2 separate regions of the Mus musculus genome follow, and region 1 is linked to region 2. The links are chromatin contacts, called in public HiChIP or PLAC-seq maps. All regions are on one chromosome and are shown on one strand. The core of a region is the stretch at or near the end of the contact, and the rest is flanking DNA. Distances in the headings are between cores, read along the strand shown.

Evidence for each region. HiChIP or PLAC-seq counts read pairs in DNA pulled down with a chosen protein or histone mark.
Region 1: a contact with region 2 is called in an H3K4me3 HiChIP or PLAC-seq map of the SCID.adh cell line, with 12 read pairs. The contact joins the promoter of Nln here to the enhancer-like site in region 2. A contact is called at or near these places in 1 of 15 datasets of contacts at CTCF or cohesin (the NIH/3T3 cell line), 2 of 484 Hi-C or Micro-C datasets (Th1 cells and extraembryonic endoderm stem cells), 3 of 115 datasets of contacts at active chromatin or transcription factors (the SCID.adh cell line, bone marrow-derived macrophages and embryonic stem cells) and 2 of 9 other capture datasets (adipose tissue and liver).

Annotation. Positions count from the first base shown.
Region 1 is chr13:104,107,022-104,112,781 of GRCm38.p6, reverse strand. Nln (neurolysin (metallopeptidase M3 family)) reads left to right here and starts at 3,168. Exons shown (of 13, transcript NM_029447.2): 1 at 3,168-3,366. The coding sequence starts at 3,326. Sgtb (small glutamine-rich tetratricopeptide repeat (TPR)-containing, beta) reads right to left here and starts at 3,041. Exons shown (of 11, transcript NM_144838.2): 1 at 2,813-3,041; 2 at 1,593-1,712. The coding sequence starts at 1,692.
Region 2 is chr13:103,954,574-103,959,982 of GRCm38.p6, reverse strand. No RefSeq gene overlaps it. Among named protein-coding and RNA genes, the nearest start is that of Erbin, 37 kb to the right of the region's middle. Within about 2 kb of position 2,557, at least 51 of the 459 cell types and tissues checked have an H3K27ac peak or open chromatin away from gene starts, as enhancers often do. A contact at or near this core is called in the SCID.adh cell line, where this site is marked.

The sequences.
Region 1 (5,760 bases), core at 1,919-4,418, 150 kb before region 2:
AGTGGAAGAGAAAGACAAGAATTTTCCGGGAGTTTGTCGGGATTGGAAGGAGTTACTGACGACTGAAGTAATGCTTTCTAGCGTGACTGACGAGAGTGACTGACAGGATGCTGAAACCACAACAAACAGAGAGGACGTCAGAGAGGACAACAATCAGGACTCTGGGGACAAACAGCAAAGCTGGTAGAACGGGGCTCCGCACAGTGGGAAAGCTGCTGCTCCAACAACCCATCCTTCCCTAAGGCTTTTTTAAATGTCTAGAAGGTGGGCAGACAACTCCACATGATTTCATGTTCAATTAAATTAGACTCACAGAGTCAAAAATAGGGGTCAGTCACAAACAATTGGCACCATTTCTGACTTCATATATAACAAACAGCTGAAGGCACATATTTTTGGCTGAATGCCACTCTAAAAATAGGACATAACATCTTGGTTTTTAAAATACTCTCGATTTTCTTTCTTCTTCATAAAAAAAACATCATACTGCCTTAGACGAGAAGAGAAATATCTTTTTTTAATTATGTGATTGCCTTCCTCTGTTGCTACAGAGCAACTGCAATCAAGACTTTCCTTTGATAGCCAAACTACCTTTATCTTTCCCGAGGTCTGATGATCAGAGAGGACAAAGACCTTAATATTAAATGGGCGAATTTGCAATGTCCTCCCACTGTGCCTCACCCCCTCCTCTCATTGTCGCCTGGAAAGACATCATCTCACCAGAGGAACAAATACCCAACTTTGATGTACATCTAACTTAAAGCATGTCGACAAAGGAAGTATACAGAATTAATAGATGATCCCCTCTATAGGAGAGGCAGCTCGGAGAAGGGAATTCCAACCTGCCTGCTATTTATTAAGCTCTCCCCAGTGTGCTCCCATTGTGATAATTAAGTCTGCAGACCACAAGGAAGCTAGGCTCACTGAACTTTCACCAGCCTGTCTATATCGTTTTGCCTTCTTATGGCTATACCGAGTTAAAATTTTATAATGCATAAACATGAAGTGATGGCGTCAAGGAAATGCCATGGTGCTCCTCCAGTCCTGCTTAGCTTTACTGAATCCAAGATTTAAAGCTCACGGAAAACAAGGGCGAAATTCTCTCATCCTCCAAAGCACCGTTTGCTAGAGTTCGGTAACAGTACTAATTAATTACTGAGTTGTTTTGTTTTTAACACGGTGCTATTGCCATGACTAAGGTATTTTCGTATGTTCAGAATGAGATTCTTTGCTATTAGGAAAATAGGGGGAAATCTTTGAAGTATAGATTTGAATGTAAACATCAGCTTTGTTACATGGTAGCCGTTCTGCTGCTTAAACAATCTAATTTCCTAGTCTGTTCATTGGGGATAATGTTCCCATGATGAAAAACTTCCCTAAAATATGAATGACATACTTCTGACAGTAATTTTTCAGTAGACAAATAGTCCTATTTCCTATTAGTTAAAACAAACCTCAAAAAATGGAAATAACATATCTAGTTAAGCCTCTCAACAAAATATTCTGATTTTGTTATTAAAAACCATAAGCTTTGGATTGTAGCTATTTTAGTATTTCTTTACAAAATTAGGACACAAACAATAGGTGCCTACCTTCCAAACTTTCTTGTTCATCAGAAGTATATGCATCCATCTGACTTTGTTCCCGCAAGAAACGAATAACTGCATAAACTAGGGGCTTCACAGATGACATTTTAGACGCTTAAATATCTCCTTGATTAAAAAAGAAGAAGAAAATAACAAGGGTCATCCACCAAGTTCAAAGCAATAAAAGCAAAAATATTCATTACCTTGATTACTTTTCTCTCTTTAAAGGGTCCAGAAAGCACAAGTGGTTATAGTCATGTATTCCACATGCTCATTCAGACCCAGCACTATTCAACTATGTTAAAGCTTGCATCAGTAAAAAAATAAAAATAACAAAGACAGATTTTCAAAACATGTGTAGCAACGCCTAGAGCTCACCGTGTCTTAACAGCATATATGATACAGATACAAGAAAGTATAGGAGTGCAGACATATGGAGAATCACCCTTGAAAGGCCTCGCTTCTAAGTTGAGGGAGATCTCGTACTGCTGACTCAGAATGTGAGCCATAGTGAGAGCATCTTCCTTTATTCCAAGAGATTTTTTTTAATGTATTAATCATTTATACTCTACTACTTTTGTAGGTTAAGAGTCACTTGCTGACGACAAGGCTCTGTGGAAAGGTTATTCAACCATTGAGTGTTATTGTTAAAACCCGGCGTTTCTATTTAATCAGTACACTGGTCAGAAATCACCGTCTAACCCGATAGATAGTACAAACCGATCTGCCCCTGCCTGCAGTAGCTGTGCTCTCGTGGACAAGCTGGAAGCTCCTGGCCGCGTTCATTCACATGGAATACTATGCATCCAAACAGTGGCGCAGGGCCAGGTGGCATTAATGGCTTATTTCCACTAAATCGTATCAGCAATCTGCTCCCCGGGATCCCTAATTCACAGCCAGGGTGTGGTACCCGCTTCTAGGATGTTTATTAGCTTTGTACTTCTTTTAAAGGCGAATCTACTCCCTAGGCCAGAGAGGTTATTTCACTCTCTGACTAAGGACCCGGGGCAGAAGAGGGAAACAGAATGGGGGTGGGGAGAGCTGTCCAACCTCCTCCAAGCTTCCCCTCCTACATCTCCAATCACATCCACCTCCCACCCCCATGGTTCCCTCCCCGTTGTACCCCGGCTTTGCCTCAGCCCAGACAGTGTTTGCAGGGGGTGCGCGGTGCAGGCCTCCATCTGGGGCTGCGGGAGACGCACCCTTTCCAGAGAGAAGCCCCTTACCACGAGAGGACACGAGATGACGGCTGCGGGCCCGGGGGCGTCGGGAAGCGGGTCCGCCTGTCCCCGCGGTCCTCGGGGCTTGAGCGGTGTTCTGGATCGCAGAGGGGGCCACGGCTCCCAAACTTCCCCCGCTCCAATGCTGCCGCCGCCGCCGCCCCCTCAGCCCACCCGGCTGCTCGCAAGGCTCTCGGACGACAGTGCTTGCTGGATCCGCCCCAGGGGCGGAGCAGGGCACGGAGGGGTGGGGTGGAGGCGGGGCAGAGAGAGGGGCGGGGCGATGGACTCGGGGCGGGGACGGAGCCGGATGCGGGGCGGGGCTAGGGGCGGGGCCACGGCGTAGGCGTGGGCCTGCAGCACGTGGGAGGGCGCTGGCTAGCGGCCTCAGTCTCGAGATCTGGTCTGCTCCGCTCTGCCCGCTCTCGGCTTCCGGGCTCGCAGACTCCACCGCCCGCCTCCTGCACCTACCAAGCCGGAGGACCACGCGCCAGCTGCTGCCGGCCTCCCGGCCTGCCCATGATCACCCTGTGCCTTTCGGCTCTGCGAGGCCTCCACAGGTACTCTAGTGGGCGGGTTAACCTTGACCGTGGGCAAGGGTGGGGTCGTCTGTCGACGACAGCCGTGGGGCCTGGTGCAGCCCTACTACACCCACCCAGGATGCCTCTGGGACTGTTCTTTCCCTCTGCCTGCTTGATGGACTCTGTAGGGACACCTGGTGCAGCAACCTGGGGCCACCTTTCCCTTGCCGCTTCCCCCAGGAGGCCGTCCTTTCCCCTTTGTTTGGGATTGCTTCAGCCGCAGTCTGTGAGAATTGTTGGGTTCACAGACCCAACCCAAAATAAATACGGAAGGATAGACCGACGCGCCCTTCAGACCTGCGGACCTGATACAGAGAGTGCCGCAGCTGTGGACTCCAGAAAGCAAGCATTTTCGTACGCACCTCATGCACTTGTTAGCGGTCCAGGCGTTTAATATACACCCGAGACCGCTTTGGTTTTCATACTTATTTCCGTCCTTGCTTTCTAACTTCATTTTTATATCCCTCCTTCCTTAAAACATTCGATCTCTTAACCTGGCAAATTGACTTGGTCCAGAATTGTTGCTTGGACACGGTTTGAATTGCTTCCTAGCGCTCTAACCACACCCCTCTGCAACAGACCAGTAGCAAAATGGTGAGAGAATTAAATTCTTTGCACGGATATGCCGGGTTTTCGGGAACAAAGCCGCCACCACCTCCCATTGCCAAATCTGCCTTACACTGAAATTTCATGTGAAAGTTCAACGGGGAAAAAAGAACTTTGTGGGGTTTGTAGATGTGCACACAACTATTTCAACCATCAGCATTTCTGCTTTTCGTCATTTTCTATTGTGCTTTGCCACTCATCTGCGTGGATCACTGTGTTCCTTAGCCCTTGTGCACCCAGGGGACAATAGTGATTCTTCAGAGTTCACCTGATGACTGTGACCATTATTTGAGCAAGGTTTGTTGTTTTCTGGTCTCCAGGCTGGAAGTGGTAAAGCTGTCAAATGAAGTTCTTTTTTCCATTTAATGGAAAGCAAGAAGAGAGAATAAATTTCCATTATAACGCTGCTAGCTCTCTTTTCTAACTTTTTAATATTAAGACCCCTTTACCTTTAAAAATTGCTGAAAACCTAGGAACATTAATTTTGTTGTTGTCGATTATATCTACCGATAGTTAACCATATACAATTAAAACTGGGACATTCGGGCTGGAGAGATGGCTCAGTGGGTAAGAGCACCCGACTGCTCTTCCGAAGGTCCAGAGTTCAAATCCCAGCAACCACATGGTGGCTCACAACCATCCTTAACGAGATCTGACTCCCTCTTCTGGAGTGTCTGAGGACAGCTACAGTGTACTTACATATAATAATAAATAAATAAATCTTTAAAAAAAAAACTGGGACATTCATAAAGATTAATGTTTATCAAGTAGTAATAAATATATGCGTATTTTTCCATTTATCTTGTCAGTGGATGCTGGAGTGACTTAATACAAAATGGCTTGATTACTACACATACCTGTACATTTAAGCTGTTTCTCCATTTTATTTTGATTTAAGAAGGAAAACCTTACTTCACATTCATATATAGGTAGAAAGAGAAGAATTTTTTTAAGCTTTATTTATTTTATTTATATGAGTATACTGTAGCTGTCTTCAGACACACCAGAAGAGGGCATCAGATCCCGCTACAGATGGTTGTGAACCATCATGTGGTTGCTGGGAATTGAACTCAGGACCTCTGGAAGAGCAGTGAGTGCTCTTAACCACTGAGCCATCTCTCCAGCCCAAGAGAAGAATATTTTAATAGCTTTCTAAAGTAACCATGGTCAGTGCTTGGTTTTTTAAGGGTGAGCTGCAGAGTAGAGTTCGGGGCGTGTACCACTGACTCTACTTATGCTGCTATGCTAAGTTCACTTGGTGTATCTTTAAATTGGGAGGGTACTCTGCATAATTTTGAAACTCCAGTCACAGTTCATTTGGGAATAAGTGGCTGTGCTATGGAGTTTTTCTGATGTTGACCTATTTTATTACATACTGTCTAATGTTACATTCCTCAGGGTTACCATCCATTTTTATTAGAAGTCTTCAAGTGCTCACTGTAGTAGATCCTATTCTCCAACATTCTAGTTTTCATTGGAAGCCTGGAATTTTATTAGTGACTACATCCTTGTATTTTTCCTTGAAGTGACAGTCTCACTTGATTACTTCAATGGGGATAGCTTTGCTTGTTTGCTTGCTTGTTATTTTGTTTGTTTTGTTTTGTTTTTGAGACAGGGTCTTGCTCTATAAAGCCCAGGCTGGCCTTGAATTCACAGTCCTCATGTCTTAGCCTCCCAGTTGCTGCGATAACAAGTATGATCCACCTCACACACCTACTGGCATTCTAAACCCACAATTCTTGTTGTGCTGGAATTGAACCCATAGAC
Region 2 (5,409 bases), core at 1,308-3,807:
TCCCTGGGAATGAAAAGACCTGAGACTCATCCCTCCGCTGCCGCTGACGTAGACCGTGACCTTGGACATGTTCATTCATTTCTCTTGGCCTTGTTCCTGCTCATGCTGTCTGTGCAGAAGACTTTCCACCTACTTACCTTGGAAATGGCGAGGACAAAGGGGTAAACACCAGCGAAGTGCTTTACGGTACTGTGGAAAAAAAATATTTTTTCAGGACTACAATATATTAAGTTTTTATTTTGACAGAGAACGGTCTGAACAGCAGATAACAAACCAACTTTAAGTCATTAACAGACACTACATGGATAACATTTCCTAGCAAGGAATACTGCACACATAACTTTTTAATTACACTCAGATCGAATTCACCTTTAAACCTCACAGGTTTCTCTAGCAAGGCTGCATAAGCTGCAATTAAAATAGAGAAGACTTGCAAAATCTCATCCCTTCACCCAAAGGTCTAGAATGAAGGATTTGAAAGCTTTGTGTTCTCATTGGATGTGACTGTTAGAGGTTCTGATTTTAATTGCGATAACCACCTGGGAGGAGAATAGGTTAAAATTAGTAATTGCTTTAATTTTAGTTCTTAAACAAAATTACTTTCTAACCTCCCATTGGGTAGGAACAGTTAAAAAAAAAAGTAAAATGTGCAGGAAGGATCCATTCTTCTCTGGAGTCACTAACAGTCTCTGCAAATGCATCGCTCCATGTCAACAATTCATTCTGACTATTGGAATACGACAAGGCACAAACGAACGGTTTTAGTTTAAGTGGGAGAGATTTAAAAATAATTGGCTCCCTGCCCCCACACTCCTTTTCGCTTCTACTTCTTTAGTCCACATTTAAGGATATTTAGGGGGAAAAGATCAACCACTCGCCTAGAGCCTCTAGTACTGCTTCAGTGTTCAAGCCCAAGCCTGTGGCTTGAGAGCTGCCTTCTCCAGCACCAACACGTCCCTGTCTCAAATGCTCTACCCCCACCCCACCCCCATGTTTCTTGAACTTGCAAATTTATTCTTTGCACTTGCTATTTCTTCCAACACAGTTATTCTTCCCACATCTCTTTATCTGCCTCCCTCCTTGTTACCAGTCAGGACTCAGCTCAGACGGCCCTTTTTCAAAGAGGACTTCCCTGAATCTGTAGAGAAAGCAGCGCGCGCACACACACACACACACACCCCGTTGCGGCAGCATTGTTGCACCATCCAGACTGCATCCTGTAAGCTAATCACTACATATTATACAACAGATACTCTTTCAGTTCTGTCCCTTTAGAAGACTCTGACTAAAACCTGTGGTGTACTAGAAACCCTTTCCTTCTGAAGCGTCTACAAAGTTCTGGGAGAAAGAGAAACTTCCTAAGCAGCCTGTCATTGTGAGGGACAAATTCTTCCGAGGACGAGCTTCAAGGAAGGCTGAAGGTATTAGGCGAGAGAGGAGGTCATTAAATGCTAACAATTCATTTTTAAAGGAAAAAAAAAGAGAGAAGATTTACTTTTGCCTAGTTTATAACTCATTTAGAGGATGAAGTAGCTTCGGTCAGACTGGGAATTAAAGGGCTGGTAAAGCTCATTTGGTAAAGGGTTTGCTCTGCAAACCAAAGGACCCAAGTTCATGCCTAGAACCACAAAACCAACCAGGTGCAGCAGCACACACTTCTGATCCCAGTAGAGACAGGCAGATCCGTGGGCTCACCAGATCTCCACACCAGCCTACTTGGCCAGTTCCAGGCTAGTGAAAGTCCCTGTCTCAAGAACCAAAGTGAGTGGCATAAGGAATGGCATTAGAGGTACACACACATACACACACATACCACACACATACACACAAACACACACTACACACATACACAACACACACGCATACACACACTACATACATACACACACTACACATACACACAAACAGACTACACACACACAAACATATACTCTACATATACACAAACACTATACACATACACACAAACACACCACACACATACATACAAACATACTACACACTTAGACACAAACACACCACAATTTCACAGACCTTTGTTAAAGCCAGGACACCTGACTGTAGGATGGGGTCAGTCTAGGCCATGAAAATCAAGGTCCTGATTTCCCCAGTCTGGCCTAGGCCTGAAGGTTTACTTGATAATCCAGTCAAAGTAACCCAAGCTTTATTTGTAACAGCTCTAGCAGCCAGGGAGCCTGTCACTTCTGTGACTTCATTCATCACTCAGTCAGTAGGAAATGAGAGCTTACTGGTTCCAGGCCTCTACCCTGTCTTTTACAAGACCTTTAAGCTATCACCTTACCAGGGATGTTAAAGTAAACAAGACACCCTGTTTGTCAGTAGGGAGCTACCAATCTACTAAGGGTGGCAAAAACAATCAGAAAATCAAAATCCACTGTGTAATAAACTCTAATAGGAGTAAGTATGGGGTGCTGTGGGAATAGAGGGCGACCCCTTACTCAGTCTAGAGTAGACAGTTGCAAGAGAACTGTGGGGTTTGCACTGAGATCCGATACTGCGGGTAGCTGATAACGAGGATCTGGTGATACAGAGAACGCTTGGTCTGTTCCAGATGGTGAGTGTGTCGCAGTATATGCAAAGACCAGGAAATACCAGAGCACACAGAAAGAAACTCATTGTTGCTGCAGCTGTGGTGGGGGAAGGGATACTGGAAGAGGTGAAGCTGTAGAAACAGGTGGACAGAGCAGATCGTGAACGTCTATGGGTTGAGAAATTTGGACTTAATCCTGAAGGCAGTGACCATTATATATTAGCAGGAGAAAGGTGAGCTTGGGTTGTGATTTAGAACAACCATTCTAGCTACTGTGTGTAGACTGGATCTCTGAGGACAGACTGAAGGCAAGGAGGGGATTTTGGACTCTTTTGCTATGATGAAGGTGAGACATTAGAGTAGCTTGGACTGTTAATGGCTGTAGTGATGGAGAGAAATGGCTGGAAATCTGTCTAATTGGCAAAATGTGTAAGACTTGGCATTCAGGTGAAGGGATGTTGAACAGGGGTGGGTCAAAGGCGACAGGTGGTACAGGTAGAAAATTAGGTAGGAAACTGCAGATTAGAGAAGGATGTGAGAAGGAAATTAATACAGGGCCCATGAGGTTCTTCTCGTGTAGCTGATAATATGTCAGCCAGCACTCTGGAAAAGAGTTTGGAAAAAGATGTGGGGGCTTCAATCCACTCATATAGACTTGGTGACTGGAGCCACAAGAACAAATCAAAATCTGCTAAGCTGCAGGAGAAAACAACCCAGAAGTTCCTCAGAGGTGAACTGATTTCTTCAAGAAGATCAACTAAAGAAAAATAGAACTATGCTGTGACTAAGATTTATAAGAGGTCTGGAAAGATGGTTTAGATGCAGTTAAGAGCACTCATTCCTCAATTAGAAGGGCCAAAGGTTGGAACCCAGCACCCATATAACAAGCCAAGTATCCCCTAAAGTCTTGTAATTCCATCTTTGAGGGATCTAACACTCTTTTCTGGCCTCGGTGTATGCACATCTATGTGTACCTGTACAAACATGTATGCATGAACACAGAGGTTTAAAAAAGGAAAAAATAAACAAAGCCTTATAATATTCCATACCTGTAGATCCTTGCAAGTAGAAAGTAGAGGTAGGAAGACAAGACATCTGCAGGCATTCTTGAATCCATAGCAAGTTCCAATCAGCCTAGGTTATGTAAGACTCTATTGAAGAAGAGAAGGAAGAGGAGGAGGAGGAGGAGGAGGAGGAGGAGGAGGAGGAGGAGGAGGAAGAAGAAGAAGGAGGAGGAGGAGAAGGAGGAGAAGGAGGAGAAGGAGAAGAAAAAGAAAAAAGGGGGGGAGAATTATTATTGCTATCAGAATTTAACCCCCCCCAAGATGGCTCAAAATTGAAATAAACAACTAGGAGAAGTGTCTGGTGGTGGAAAAAATCTTTGTGATTACTTGAGGGAATTTATGATCATTTCTGTTTCTTCTAAACCGTTGCAAATGCTGGCTTTCTCTCAAGGTGACACTTTTGTACCTCCCTTTGGCCAGAGTGTAGATACTTTCATCAAAAAGTGAAAAGCTGAAGTTAGCTTTGCTTTCCTGGAAGTGCTGTTTTACAGACGTTTGTTTTAGTTTCTTTATGAGAAGGCACTGTGGTTTGAACAAGTACACTCAGAAAGCCCAGTATTAAAGGCTTGGCCCTGGAGGTGCTATTGGGAGGTAGTAGAACCTTTAGGATGGGGGATCTAGAAAGAGGTTTTTGATCCCAGGAGGCATGGCCTTTACAGGGACTGTGGGACATTGGTGTCTTCTCTTTATTTTACTTCCTGCATGCCTTGAGGTAAGCAGCTTTAGGCACGGCGTGCTGCAGCCATGACATACTGCCTTGTCACAGACTCAAGGGCAATTGGACCAATGACTATGGACTGAAACTAAGAAACAGAGCTTTCCTTCCCTCTCAAGTTTACAGTGGGCTGGGGAGATGGCTCAGCATATAAGAACACTGTCTGCTTTTCCAGGAGACAGAAAGAAGATCTATCCCCAGCAACCGCAGGGAAGTTCACAACTGCTCATAGCTTCAGTTCCAGACACTGTGCATGCAGGTGGTACTCAAACATACATGCAGGCAAAGCATCCATATAGATCAAAAACAAGTATATTTTAAATAAACAATAAAGTAATAATCCAACTTAAAAAATGGGCAAAAGAGTCAGATGACATTTCTGGAAAGAAGATACACAAATCGCATGTGAAGTGCTCAACATCACTAACCATCAGGGAAATGCTAATCAGACTCCAGTGTGCTATCACCTCTCTCCAGTTCGAATGGATGGCCGGAGAGCAGAATTTTCCAATATCAAAGCCAGCTTTACTACTGTGCCCTGAATACAAACATACCCTCAACCAAAGGAAACATCCTAGTGCCTTCCTTCCTGGAATTCAATAAGATAATGTTCACAAGCCAAGCTCTAGTAGCATGTTTTCATAAACTATCCTTTTCTATCATTCCTGTCAGTTCAGTCCCCATTTGTAAAGTATGACAATCTTATTTTTCAACACACAATTAAACACTGTTCCTTTCTCCCGAATGTAATTGATTTCAGCGTTCACTCATTCCAGAGCCTGTGCTAACTTCTGGAGCTACAATCATTAGTTTGTGGCAATGTCACTGTTTGCATAAAGTTGAGGATCTTGAATAGGAACCGGGTAGCAAAACACTGCACAGTGAAGCAGGGGACAATGGGAAGAAGCGCCACCGTGTGCGCGGTGGCACAGGGCATGGTCTCTTGACCTGGGCTGAGAGCTTTGGTGAGGCTCCGGAAGATGCCATACCAGAGACAACAGAATAGATGAGACTTAGCTAGGTGATGCCGGGGCTACAAACTGTTCCAGAAAGGTCATAATGAGTCCCAAGAAAGGAAA